Linked DNA regions of Sus scrofa: all the other regions are linked to region 1. A link is a contact called in public HiChIP or PLAC-seq data. All regions are on one chromosome and are shown on one strand. Each heading gives the region's core, a stretch centred on a gene start, on an enhancer-like site or on the middle of the called end of the contact. The rest is flanking DNA. Distances are from core to core; before and after follow the strand shown. Region 1 has its middle 30 kb from the start of MRPL19. Region 2 has its middle 77 kb from the start of HK2. Region 3 has its middle 42 kb from the start of SEMA4F.

Evidence for each region. HiChIP or PLAC-seq counts read pairs in DNA pulled down with a chosen protein or histone mark.
Region 2: a contact with region 1 is called in an H3K27ac HiChIP or PLAC-seq map of alveolar macrophages. The contact joins two enhancer-like sites. A contact is called at or near these places in 2 of 47 Hi-C or Micro-C datasets (both in embryonic fibroblasts) and 1 of 2 datasets of contacts at active chromatin or transcription factors (alveolar macrophages).
Region 3: an H3K27ac HiChIP or PLAC-seq map of alveolar macrophages shows a contact between it and region 1. The contact joins two enhancer-like sites. A contact is called at or near these places in 7 of 47 Hi-C or Micro-C datasets (embryonic fibroblasts, fetal skeletal muscle, omental adipose tissue and 3 more) and 1 of 2 datasets of contacts at active chromatin or transcription factors (alveolar macrophages).

What each region holds. Positions count from the first base shown.
Region 1 is chr3:67,639,133-67,643,090 of Sscrofa11.1, reverse strand. No RefSeq gene overlaps it. Among named protein-coding and RNA genes, the nearest start is that of MRPL19, 30 kb to the right of the region's middle. Within about 2 kb of position 2,305, at least 17 of the 83 cell types and tissues checked have an H3K27ac peak or open chromatin away from gene starts, as enhancers often do. A contact at or near this core is called in alveolar macrophages and embryonic fibroblasts, where this site is marked.
Region 2 is chr3:68,305,736-68,309,716 of Sscrofa11.1, reverse strand. No RefSeq gene overlaps it. Among named protein-coding and RNA genes, the nearest start is that of HK2, 77 kb to the right of the region's middle. Within about 2 kb of position 2,431, at least 23 of the 83 cell types and tissues checked have an H3K27ac peak or open chromatin away from gene starts, as enhancers often do. A contact at or near this core is called in alveolar macrophages and embryonic fibroblasts, where this site is marked.
Region 3 is chr3:68,360,567-68,364,169 of Sscrofa11.1, reverse strand. No RefSeq gene overlaps it. Among named protein-coding and RNA genes, the nearest start is that of SEMA4F, 42 kb to the left of the region's middle. Within about 2 kb of position 2,334, at least 6 of the 83 cell types and tissues checked have an H3K27ac peak or open chromatin away from gene starts, as enhancers often do. A contact at or near this core is called in alveolar macrophages, where this site is marked.

The sequences.
Region 1 (3,958 bases), core at 1,056-3,555:
CTGGCCTCACTCAGTTGGTTAAGGATCCGGCTTTGCTGTGAACTGTGGTATAAGTCAAGACATGGCTTGAATTCCGAATTGCTGTGGCTGTGGCGTAGGTCAGCAGTTGTAGCTCTGATTTGACCCCTAGCCTGGGAACCTCCATATGTCACGAGTGCAGCCCTAAAAAAAGCAAAAAAAAAAAAAATTTAAAAACAGTTAGGTAGGTACTGTGCTCAGTCTCAGGAGTTCCCATGGGAAGTGAGATCCAGCTGTGTGGGGAGGGCAGGGTGCTGCCAAGAATGTTCCTGGTCCAGCATAGCTGGAGAACAGAGACGAAAGGGCAGAATACAGGGGGAAAAGGCTGGTGCTCTATGCAGACACCAGATCCCAGGGGACTTGCGTGTCCATTAGAGAGTGGACGTTACCCTGAGTGTCCAATGAGTCATGGAAATGTTTTAAGCATTTTGTCCTTTTTTCCCCCCTTTAAAATTGCCTTTATCTAATTGCTTTTAATTAAAAAAAGCAAAAACATGATTCTTGTAAAAAGCAAAACAGCCAAAAGTATAGAAACAATAAGTTAAAAATCATTCCTTCTCTTCTTATTTCCTGAGGCAATTTATGCTGTTAAGTCATGCTTCTCCAAGCTGTTATAAATACATGCAAACATAGAACAGGCTTATGTGCTGGGTTTTATTTACTTATTCAATGTTTTTTACAAAAAATGTGATTGTAATATGTGCATTTGGAAACGATTTGCTTTTGCACTTAAGGCATTAACATTTTTCCATGAGAATATGTTGATAGATCTTACTTATTTATTCCTTGTGATAATTACATAATCTCCCGCAGCGTGGAGGCACCATGTTTATTCAGCCATTTTATCATTGAGGGATAAGTATGCATTGCCCAATATTTTACCACAACAAATAGTGCTTCTGTAAATACCCTTATCATATATTCTTAGGTATTGCTGCTTTTATACCTACTGGAATGATGGCTTGAAATTGGGTTGCTGAGTCAATGGTGTGAATTTTGAACTTTAATAAACATTGCCAGATTTTTTTTTTCCCTGGAGGTTTCAACAGTTCATGCTCCCAACAGCAAGGTATAAAAGTGCTGATTTTCCTGCACTCTTTCTAGCACAGGATGTCATGGTCTTTTTAATTTTTGCCAGTCTGATGAATAAACAATCAGACTCTCTGACTAACCCTTCTCAACCCCATTTAAAACTCATTTCTGTGAGTTGTCTCAATATTTTTTCCTATATTCCCATGGCATTTTGCCATTTTATTACCAATTATATGAACGTTGGGTAAATTAGGGATAACAAGTTTTCATAGGTATGAAACTTTCCACAGAAAAGAAACTCATGGACTTGGAGAACAGACTTGTGGTTGTCAGAGGCGAGGGGGAGGGAGTGGGATGGACTGGGAGCTTGGGGTTAATAGATGCAGACTATTGCCTTTGGAATGGATAAGCAATGAGATCCTGCTGTGTAGCACTGAGAACTATGTTTCGTCTCCTATGATGGTGAATGATAATGTGAGAAAAAAGAATGTATACATGTATGTGTAACTGGGTCACCAGGCTGTACAGTAGAAAATTGACAGAACACTGTAAACCATCTATAATGGAAAAAAATAAAAATCATTATGTAAAAAAACAAACAAATAGAATTGCAAAAATTCTATGCAAAAAACAAACAAACAAAAAACTTTTCATATGTATGAAACTTTCCACAGAAAAGAAACTCAGGGACTTGGAGCACAGACTTGTGGTTGCCAAGCGGGAGGGGGAGGGAGCGGGGTGGACTGGGAGTCTCAGGTTAATAGATGTAAACTACTACATTTGGAGTGGCTAAGCAATGAGGTCTTGCTGTGTAGCACTGGGAACTATTTCTAGTCACTTATGATGGAACATGATGGAGGATAACGTGGGAAAAATAATGTATATGTGTGTGTGTGTGTGTGTGTGTGTGTGTGTGTGTGACTGGATCACTTTGCTGTACAGTACAAACTGACAGGACACTGTAAACCAACTATAAAAGAAAAAAAATTTTTTAATAAAAAAATAACTTTTTATATGTGCTGCAAGTATTTATCAGAGTCTATAGTTCGTCCTTTGACTTTATAGATCTTTTTTTCCTTAAAATTTAAAGGAACTTAGGGAGCGGCGCTCAGGAGAGGAAAGCCGCACCCAGGCTTCAGGGGTTCAGCAGGAGATAAGGAGTTAACAACCACTCTGTGAGCCGCCCAGGCACAGCATGCTGAGATTCCTGTCACTTATTTTCCAGTGCCTCCCCACTGTCTATTGGCCTCTATTGCACAAGAACCCTCACTCGCTGAAATGTGGGAAGATGACCTGTGGTTATTCATCAGGGCCGTGTCCTATCATTCCCCCTGCTGCCCCAGTTCCTAGCCCAATGCCTGCCTCACAGTAAGGGCTCAGTTTTCATTTATTGGATGGATAGATGGATGGATAGATAGAAGAGTGATGGATGGAAGATTGATGGATGGATAGATAGACAGAGATAGGCAAACACATAAGGAGATTCTTTGGGCTGAACGTTCCATGGTACATGACTCAACAAAGCAGATGTGATGTCATTACCACGAGGAGCTCTAGGAACTGAGTCAGCTATTGAGTCACTGCAGATGCCTGTTCTTGCCACGCCGACCCTATATTCTTTCTCATTCTCTCTGGACGGAAAGGCTCTCTGGTGCCAATCACCTTGGCAAGGCTTCCAAGTTCCTTTTCATTAGTGCTCCCTCCTGGCAGCTCTTTACAACAGCTTCACACAAAGGAGGTTGAAACAGCAACCTCCCCAGAATTCACAATAAGCCCCCTCCACCCCAAAATCTACCAAAAGCTTCAGACAGAGCCCAGAAAAGAAACTCTGTATTTAAAAATGAAACTTTTGGAGTTCCCTCTGGCCTAGTAGCTAAGGACTCAGCGTTGCTGCTTCTGTGGCTCAGGTTCAGTCCCTGGGCCAGGAAATTCTGCATGCTGGGGGCAGGGCCAAAAAAAATCTTTTTCCCTGATGCTTCAACAGCTTCTTCTTTTTAGAAAGTATAAGCTCATCTTGGAGTTTCTGTCGTGGCTCAATGGTTAACAAATCCAACTAGGAACTATGAGATTGCGGGTTCGATCCCTGGCCTCGCTAGTGGGTTTGGGATCCAGCGTTGCCATGAGCTGTGGTGTTGGTCACAGACGTGGCTTGGATCCCACGTTGCTGTGGCTCTGGCCTAAGCCAGCGGCTACAGATTGGATTAGACCCCTAGCCTGGGAACCTCCATATGCTTCGGGTGCGGCCCTAGAAAAGACAGAAAACAAACAAACAAACAAACAACAAAAAAACTCATCTTGACATAACTCTCCCTAGGAATGTGTGGGAAGAAGCAAAACCAAACCCCCATTTTCTGTGTATGTCATTGCACTTCAGAAACTTCCACAGATTGGAACTGTACTGAGGAGGGTAACTGCCAGAATTGGGGAGAGATTGCAAGAGACACGGGACTTGAAAGCTGGAAATGGCAAGAAAAATGCCCCAGGCTTGGCCCCATTTGGCTGTTAGATGGAACCCACCATCCTTAAGGAGCACACAAGCCTACCAAGTGAAAAAGAAATGAGCTCATCAAATGCAGAAAGAAGGAGGAACTGGAAGCTTCACCAAGGAAATTCCCAACACCCAGAAAAATAAAGCCATGCTGGACACGACTAGGTTCATGGCCAGGAGTAAGTGCTAGCTCCCAAATGAGGGGACAGAGTTATCCTGAACCACATGGGGCTTAGCTGTTTTCAGCTCTGCAAACAGGCGCCTAGAGAGGGAGGTGTTGCTCAGTGTGGCTGGGTAGGATGGTTGGTGTGGTTTACCAATTCAAGCGCTCCAGATCTTTGGTCAAATCTGTTGGGAAGTCAGTTGGGAAACACAGAGCAAAGTTCCAGGAGCATGACGTGTTCTTCAGAGAATTACAAT
Region 2 (3,981 bases), core at 1,182-3,681, 670 kb before region 1:
ACGTGTAGGTCAGGAGTCACCCCGTAAACCTGTGGTCAAGGCTGCCAGCTTGTCCGTCTCTCTCCAGCTGTGACTCTGTGGCCTTGAGGTTGGCCGGGGCGGGGGGGTGCATATCTCTAGCCCTGACTCTTGACATTCCAACATGGGGGGAGCCAGGAATCAATTAGAGGTGACACTGCAGGATGGTAGCTGAGGTCTGGGGCCGGTTTTCAAAGGCATAAAGACTAGCTTATTTCAACTCGCCTCCTCACACCACGGAGGTAAGTTCACCCACAGCCACTGCTCCTGGTGGGAGGTCCAGGCTTGCCCAGGACAGAGAGACTGGGGCCTTCCCACCCTCTCCCCGAGCAGCTCCTGGGCATCCACGTGTGGCCGTGCAGTTTGTGGCCGGCACACAGATGCCGACCAAGGGACTGAGTGGCCACTGAAATCTACTTCATGCTCTGTTCTCCAGTTGTGTGTCCTGCCGAGGGGGCCCTGCAGGAGGAAGCAGAGTCTTTCTCTTCATACAAAGGAACCATGAGTACCTCTGGGGTGTTTGCCCAACTTGTCTGCCCCAAGGGGGGCGCCATTTCAGTTCATATGAGGACCCCGTGTGGGCCAGAGGGGGCCCTGGTTGTGTACCCAAAGAGACAGATGACAGACTCCTTTGCTGCCCAGGAGCTCACCCTCTATCTCCAGCTCCCAATTCTCCTCCTCCTTCTCTGGGCCTTGGGGACCCTCTGGGGCGGGCTCACAGTTCTCCACCCCAATCCACAGTCTCCATAACTCCCCCTCTTCTGCCCTCCCCCATCTGATCCAAGACAAGGTGATCCAGGGCCTGCTCCCAAGATCCAAGGCCCGAACCCCATCTGCTTCCCCTTTGGCCTCTGTTCCTGGGTTCCTTTCCGACAATCTCCTAGGACTCCTGCCTCCCTGACTATACCTTCCAGTTGCCCAGCTCCAAGGCTGGAGAATTCTCCTAAATCCCCAAGTTCAGCCGCCTGACCAGACTTCCAAAAGTGGCTCTGTTGATACTGCTCACTCTCTGTCCACCTGCGAGGCTGACCCCGGCTGGGTCCCACATGATTCATTATCTGCTTCCACTGGGCTGGTAACTGCCTGTGACAGTGACCTCCAACCTCACCTGTCTGGCTGAGCATGTGGATTAGGTGAGCCACAGGGTCACTTCCTGTGTTACCCATCCCACACCAATGGTGAAACTGTGCTGGTTCAGGCCCTCCCTGCTAGACTGTCTTGTGAGTAAATAAACATGCAGACAAGCCCAGAGCGATGACCCACTGGAGCAGTAATTCTTTACTTGTGTCTGCCCAGTGCCCTGAGGAATCTACTCAAGGCACCAGCATACAGGAGGTGCTCAGGGAATAGTTTCTGGACTTTTTTGGCTGCCAATACTGTCGCCATTCTTAACTGGAAGATGATTCAGAATTTTTGCAGGTGGGTGTGGTGGTGGTTGGAGGAAATTTAAAAAATTTCCTCTCCTCCTGCTGAGAATCACAAATGTCCCCTATCCCATGCTCCCTTAGAGGCATGTCCTCTTGGAATCACTGCACTTGTGGTTTTTTGTTGACCTGAGTTCGGATGTGACAAGCTCTATACGTGAGAAGGGTAGGTCCCTCTTTTTCCAACTTGCTGTTTTCTGTACCACCTTCAATAGTGATGATTTTTTTTTCTTTTGGTCTTTTTAGGGCCACACCCAGGGCATACAGAGGTTCCCAGGCTAGAGGTCGAATCGAAGCTATAGCTGCCAACATACATCACAGCTCACAGCAACACCAAATCCTTAACCCACTAAGTGAGGCCAGGGATGGAACCTGCATGCTCATGGATGCTAGTCAGATTCGTTTCTGCTGAGCCATGACGGGAACTCCCCCAGTAGTGATGCTTTTACTCCTATCAGCTTGGCTCCATGCCTTTGCTCAGTAGATGGTTTGCAGGCCCAAGACGGTTGTACCCTGAACTTGCCCCAAGCTTGGTCTGGCTCTTAAGCCGCAGCATTGAGCTGAAGTGGATGAGAGATTCAGCATCCCTAATCTTCCTCCCCCCAGACCCAAGCTGCCTGAAGATCCCAAGGCCAGTGGTCCTCAGGAAGGTGCCCCATTCCTCCCTGCCAGAGGCTGGGGAAGAGCCCCCTGCCAGTCTCCAGCCCAGGGGTGCTCAGTACCAGTCACGGGAACAGAAAGTCAAGCTTGGGGATGTCAGAGATGTTGGCTTTGTCACATCCTCCGCTCTCCCCTTACAGAGGCAGACAGAAAGAGCACTGATAATCCCTGTCAATACTCTGGTCTGGAAAGTGACAGGGCACACAGGGCCAGGCCAGATGGGAAGCCAGAAATCTTACTGCCCAGTGGCCCGACTCTCTAAGGCTTTAGAGGGGTCACTCTGGGGCTTCTCCGTAGCTGGGCTTTCTCTGATGACTTCATCGGTTCAGAGTTGTGCAAGTCTCCCGCTCCCGCCCACACCCACGCCGTACTCAGCCTGGCAGGGGCCTGACTCATGCCCACGTGATTGGGCAACCAGTTTTTGGAGACTGATCTTGGCAAGAGGAGTGGTGAGGTGAGGCTCAGGGCTGACTGGGAATAGCATCCACCACGTACTCACGTGGGTCTCACCCAGGCAGGTGCTTGCATGAAACAAGAGACAACAGATTACGTGGTCTTTTTCCTCTTACTCCCGTGATCCATACTCCTCCCCCACTCAGGAACCCCGGGCCCACATGCAGCGGCCCCTTTCTCCCAATGGTCAGCTCTTCTACCCAGCCCCCATGGGGACCATACTCGGTGCTAAAGACTCTACATTCAATCCTCCTCTCTCCATCTCTCTCATTAGACCCCACACCTCCTAGGGCCTCCAAACTGCTGGGCTTCTCATCTCACCCCAAGCCCTTCCTCTGAGGCCCCGACTCTTCCAGGAATCACTTGCCTGCCTGCTCGCTTGGCCTCTACGTGTCCGTGTTATGTGCGCGCGCACGCGCACAAGCCCCCCCTTTTGGTGCTCTGATTAATTTCCTCTTAGGCAGTTGGTTAGGTTGGAAAGGCACTGATAAACTTCGTCACGCCACCTGGGGAAGAAAATCGCTGTTGTATATTGCCGTCATTCCCCGTAGCATCTGCATGCCCTAAGTGTAAGACCGAGAACGCTCTACAATGATAGGATCTCATTCATTAGCGACAGGTCTGTAGTGGGGGGGAAAGGGTGGTGGTGGAATTTGCAGGTGTCTTCCTGTTCACTATCAAGGCATCCCCCAATTGCCTCTCTCCAGGCTTCGAAAACCCCGAGCCCAGCAATGCATGTGTTCAAACATGGTCCTAATGCAATACTGGCTAACGTGTGTTTGAGGTCTGGTAAAATTTTCTTTGTATTCCCCCCTTCATAGAAATTGGTTTATCTCCAGCTCTGCTTTTTCAACCAGATGCTCTCAGCCCTGACTGTTTAACATGTTGTGGGTGAGAAAGAAAGAAGAAGGGAAAAAAGTAACAATTTTTTGTAAGCATAATTATGTCTTAACATAAAGTTGCCTGAGAAAGGGCTAGAAAACACCTTAAAGAAATATATACATATTAATGAGGGTTTTCTTGTTCACTCTTTTAAAAATTAAATGATATTCTGCTTGCCTCTCCTTTAAAAAAAAAAAAAAGAAAAAAAATATACATAAATGTCCCAGAGAATCTGACAAATTCCTCTTTTTTTTCTTTCACTTTTTAGGGCCACACCCACGGCATACGGAAGTTCTCAGGCTAGGGGTTGAATCGGATCTACAGCTGCTAGCCTACACCACAGCCACAGCAACGTGGGATCTGAGCCGAGTCTGCAACCTACACCACAGTTCATGGCAATGCTGTATCCCCCTCCTGCGGAGCAAGGCCAGGGATCAAACTCGCATCCTCACGGATACTAGTTGGATTTTTTTCCTCTATGCCACAACAGGAACTCCTCACAAATTCTTATAAAATAACAGATTATAGGAGTCCCCTGGTGGCT
Region 3 (3,603 bases), core at 1,085-3,584, 720 kb before region 1:
GTAAGCCAACTATAATGGAGAAATAAAAATCATTTAAAAAAAAAAGGAAAAAAAGGCAAGAAAGTTGTGAAAATGTCCCACATGTTCATATCCTTTAACCCAATTCCTCCTCCTAAGAATTTATTCTAAGGAAAATTTTCTAAGGATGGGGAACCTGAATGTAGAAGGAGCTTCCACATAGTAGAGAAGCTGTTAATTAAACCCTAGTATATCTATGCAATAGGATATTATGTAGTCATTACAATAATCACTGTGAAGACTTTGAGACTGTAGGCTTATTATGTTAAATGAAAACAGCAGAAATGTACCTACTCGGCGATTCCACGTTTGGAAAAGTAAGTTTTTATGATCAGGGGCTGGAAGTAAACTTGGAGAAATGAAAAGAGCTACGTTTGGAGGGGGTAATTAGGATTTTAAAAATTTAAACGTTTAAAGTGTCTTTCCAAGAATGAATACCTTTGTAGTGCTGGGCTCTCTGGGCATCTCAACCCAATGCTGAGATCTATCTGGTTACATCAGCACTGTCTACACCAGCACTTGGCACTTGCCTCCTGGGGAGCTGGGCCCTGACCCCACCTGTGAGCCACTGCTTTATATTCACTGAGCGCTGCTCCTCTGTCCGCCTGGGGGCTGGTGCCACCCGCATGATGCAGGGCATCTCCCCAGCACAGCCCTCAGCTCACAGCAGTGCTTCTGTACTGCACACAGCTCTGAAAGCCCCCAGACACAGCACACTCCCTGTCCAGCTCCTGCCCCTTCATTCCCATAACCCTTAACAGAAGTAACCCTAAATGAACAAACAGAACAGAACTGGACTTGGTCTTACAGAGGGTAATTACCCAAGAAAGAGGAGGCTGTATTAAACTTTTATGATTTATCTTTCATGCAACCAAATTGCTTTCTAGAAGGATTAATTCAAGGTGGAGTGCAAATTTAAAACCCCCTGAATAAAGTAGAGAAGCAGAGGGGCATGGACCACTGACAAATGTAATCCAAGAATGCAAAGTAGCCAAATATGGATTGTCAGTTTGGGAATTCTCTGGATTGTAATCCTGCCCAGTTAACTTGCAATTGTCTGTACAGCGAAAGGGCTGAGAATGTAGCAATCATGTAAAATAGGGCACCATCCGGGAAAGGATCGTATTTATAGAAGAGGGGGGCTGGGAGGACTGAGAGCAGACAGGGCCGTGCCCTCTCGTCTTTCAGCCAAGGAAATTCAGGCCGGCCGAGGCCCAGCCAGAATCAAATCGGACTTTCTGCTACTCAGTCTAGTACTCTTTGTCCTTTTGGAATGCATTCTAGGGGGTGTTTTCTTTTCCTTTATTAATTTCTGTTTTGCAAAGGTAAAATATCCGCATGATTTAGAAATACAAACAGTATAAAAAGATGTACATTGAAAAGCCTCCCTCCCACCTTTTTATTAATTTCTCCTATATCCTTCTAGTGTCTCTTCGTGAAAATACGAGCAAATCTAAAAATTTCCCATCATGGCTCAGTGGTTAATGAATCCGACTAGGAACCATGAGGTTGCAGGTTTGATCCCTGGCCTTGCTCAGTGGGTTAAAGATCTAGCGTTGCTGTGAGCTGTGGTGTAGGTTGCAGATGCGGCTCAGATCCCACGTTGCTGAGGCAGTGGCGTAGGCTGGTGGCTACAGCTCTGAGTAGACCCCTAGCCTGGGAACCTCCATATGCCGCAGGAGCAGCCCTAGAAAAGCCAAAAAGACAAAAAACAAAAAACAAAAACAAACCAAACAAATAAAAATATCCAAATGCATTCTTAATTCCCACTCTTTCTAACACAATGTATCAAGGAGACGTGTACCACATCGATGCATAGACACCTTCCTTGTTTAAGATGACTGCGCTGTAAAGAGGTATCATAGCCTATTTACCTGGTCCCTATTTGTTTTCCCTTGGGTGATGCCTAATCGTTTACTTTCACAACCTGTGCTCCCATAAATATTCTTGTACATGTGTCATCTTGTAGAAATCCATCAGATAAATTCCCGGAATTGGGTTTATGAGGTCAAAGGATCACTGCCTGTATACTATATCTATTTTGATAGATATGGCCAAATTGCCTTCCACGGGGCCTGGAGCAAAGCAGAAGTGTGTCTATTACCCCACAGCCAGAGTCAGTCCTTGCTAGAGATCTGTCTTCTCAGGTTATATTCTGGTTGAACTAATTTTGTTTCATCTTTGGAGTAAGTTAAGTGCTGGTTGACATTGATTGCAGGGCACGAGTCCCGAGGCAGGACGGGCCACATGGGGAACCAGCTCAGACACGGAACCTTGGCACAGTCAGTTTGTAACATGTAGTCTTGAGTGTCAGCGTCTCCTGCCCCAGATTAGCTCTTCTCTGCACTTCCTTTGAGAGGCTTCTGCCCAGAATAGCCTCGGATGTTGGGCAATCAGGTGGGCAATTCTAATTTTATCCTCAAAGTGAACTTGTGGGATGTGAGGAGTTAGTATGATTTCCACTCAACAGATGAAGAAACTGACGCACACGTGGGTGAGAGATCACCTTCTTACTGCCTGCTCCTGCCAGGCTGGGACTCAGATGGAAGCCTGAGTTCAGTTTTAGTTGGGGCATTATTTTTTTTAAGGGCCGCACCCGGAGCATATGGAGATTCCCAGGCTAGGGGTCAAATCAGAGCTACAGCTGCTGGCCTGCACCACAGCCACAGTGACGGGGGATCCGAGCTGAGTCTGCAAACTACACCACAGGTCAAGGCAATGCCAGATCCTTAACCCACTGAGCGAGCCCAGGAATCGAACCCGCATCCTTATGGTTCCTAGTTGGATTCATTTCTGTTGTGCCATGAAGGGACTCTGAGTTGGGGCATTTTGAGCGGGGGCTGTCTCCTGCTGAGCAGATGCAGGTCATGCAGAGGGAGCAGAGAGTGGGCTCTAGGCTTCAGGTTCAAGAGAGAAGAAACTCCTTTTTTCTTTTTTTCCCCTTTTTACCGACATACCTATGGCATATGGAAGTCCCAGGCTAGGAGCTGAATTGGAACTGCAGCTGCCAGCCTACACCACAACCACGCAACATGAGATCCAAGCTGCATCTGCAATCTATGCTGCAGCTTGAGGCAATGCTGGATCCTTAATCCATTGAGTGTGGACAGGGATCCAGTCCTCATCCTCGCAGAGACAGCATCAGGTTCTTAAGCTGCTGAGCCACAATGGGAACTCCCCTGGTGGTTATCCTTTATCTTAAGGTTACCTGAGTTAGAAAGAAATGAAATTTATTGGAGAGTCTAAAGAAATTCTCTTGAAATTCATAAAGAGCAACACATAAAATATTCATTCAAGAACTGAAACGGAAAAAGACCATCTGCCCATAAGTATTGGTGCTTCACTTCATTTTTTGCATTATTCATCCCTTTTTTCATCTATTAATTCAACATGCATTTATTGAATGCTCACTATGTGTCAGGCACTGTTGTAAACGCTAAGGGAAAAATAATCATTGAACAAAGCAAACAGAAATCCCTGTCTTTGTGGAGCTAACCTTCTAACAGGGGTCAGATTTTTATCTATCTATCTATCTATCTATCTATCTATCTATCTATCTACCTATATCTTTTTAGGGCTGCACCT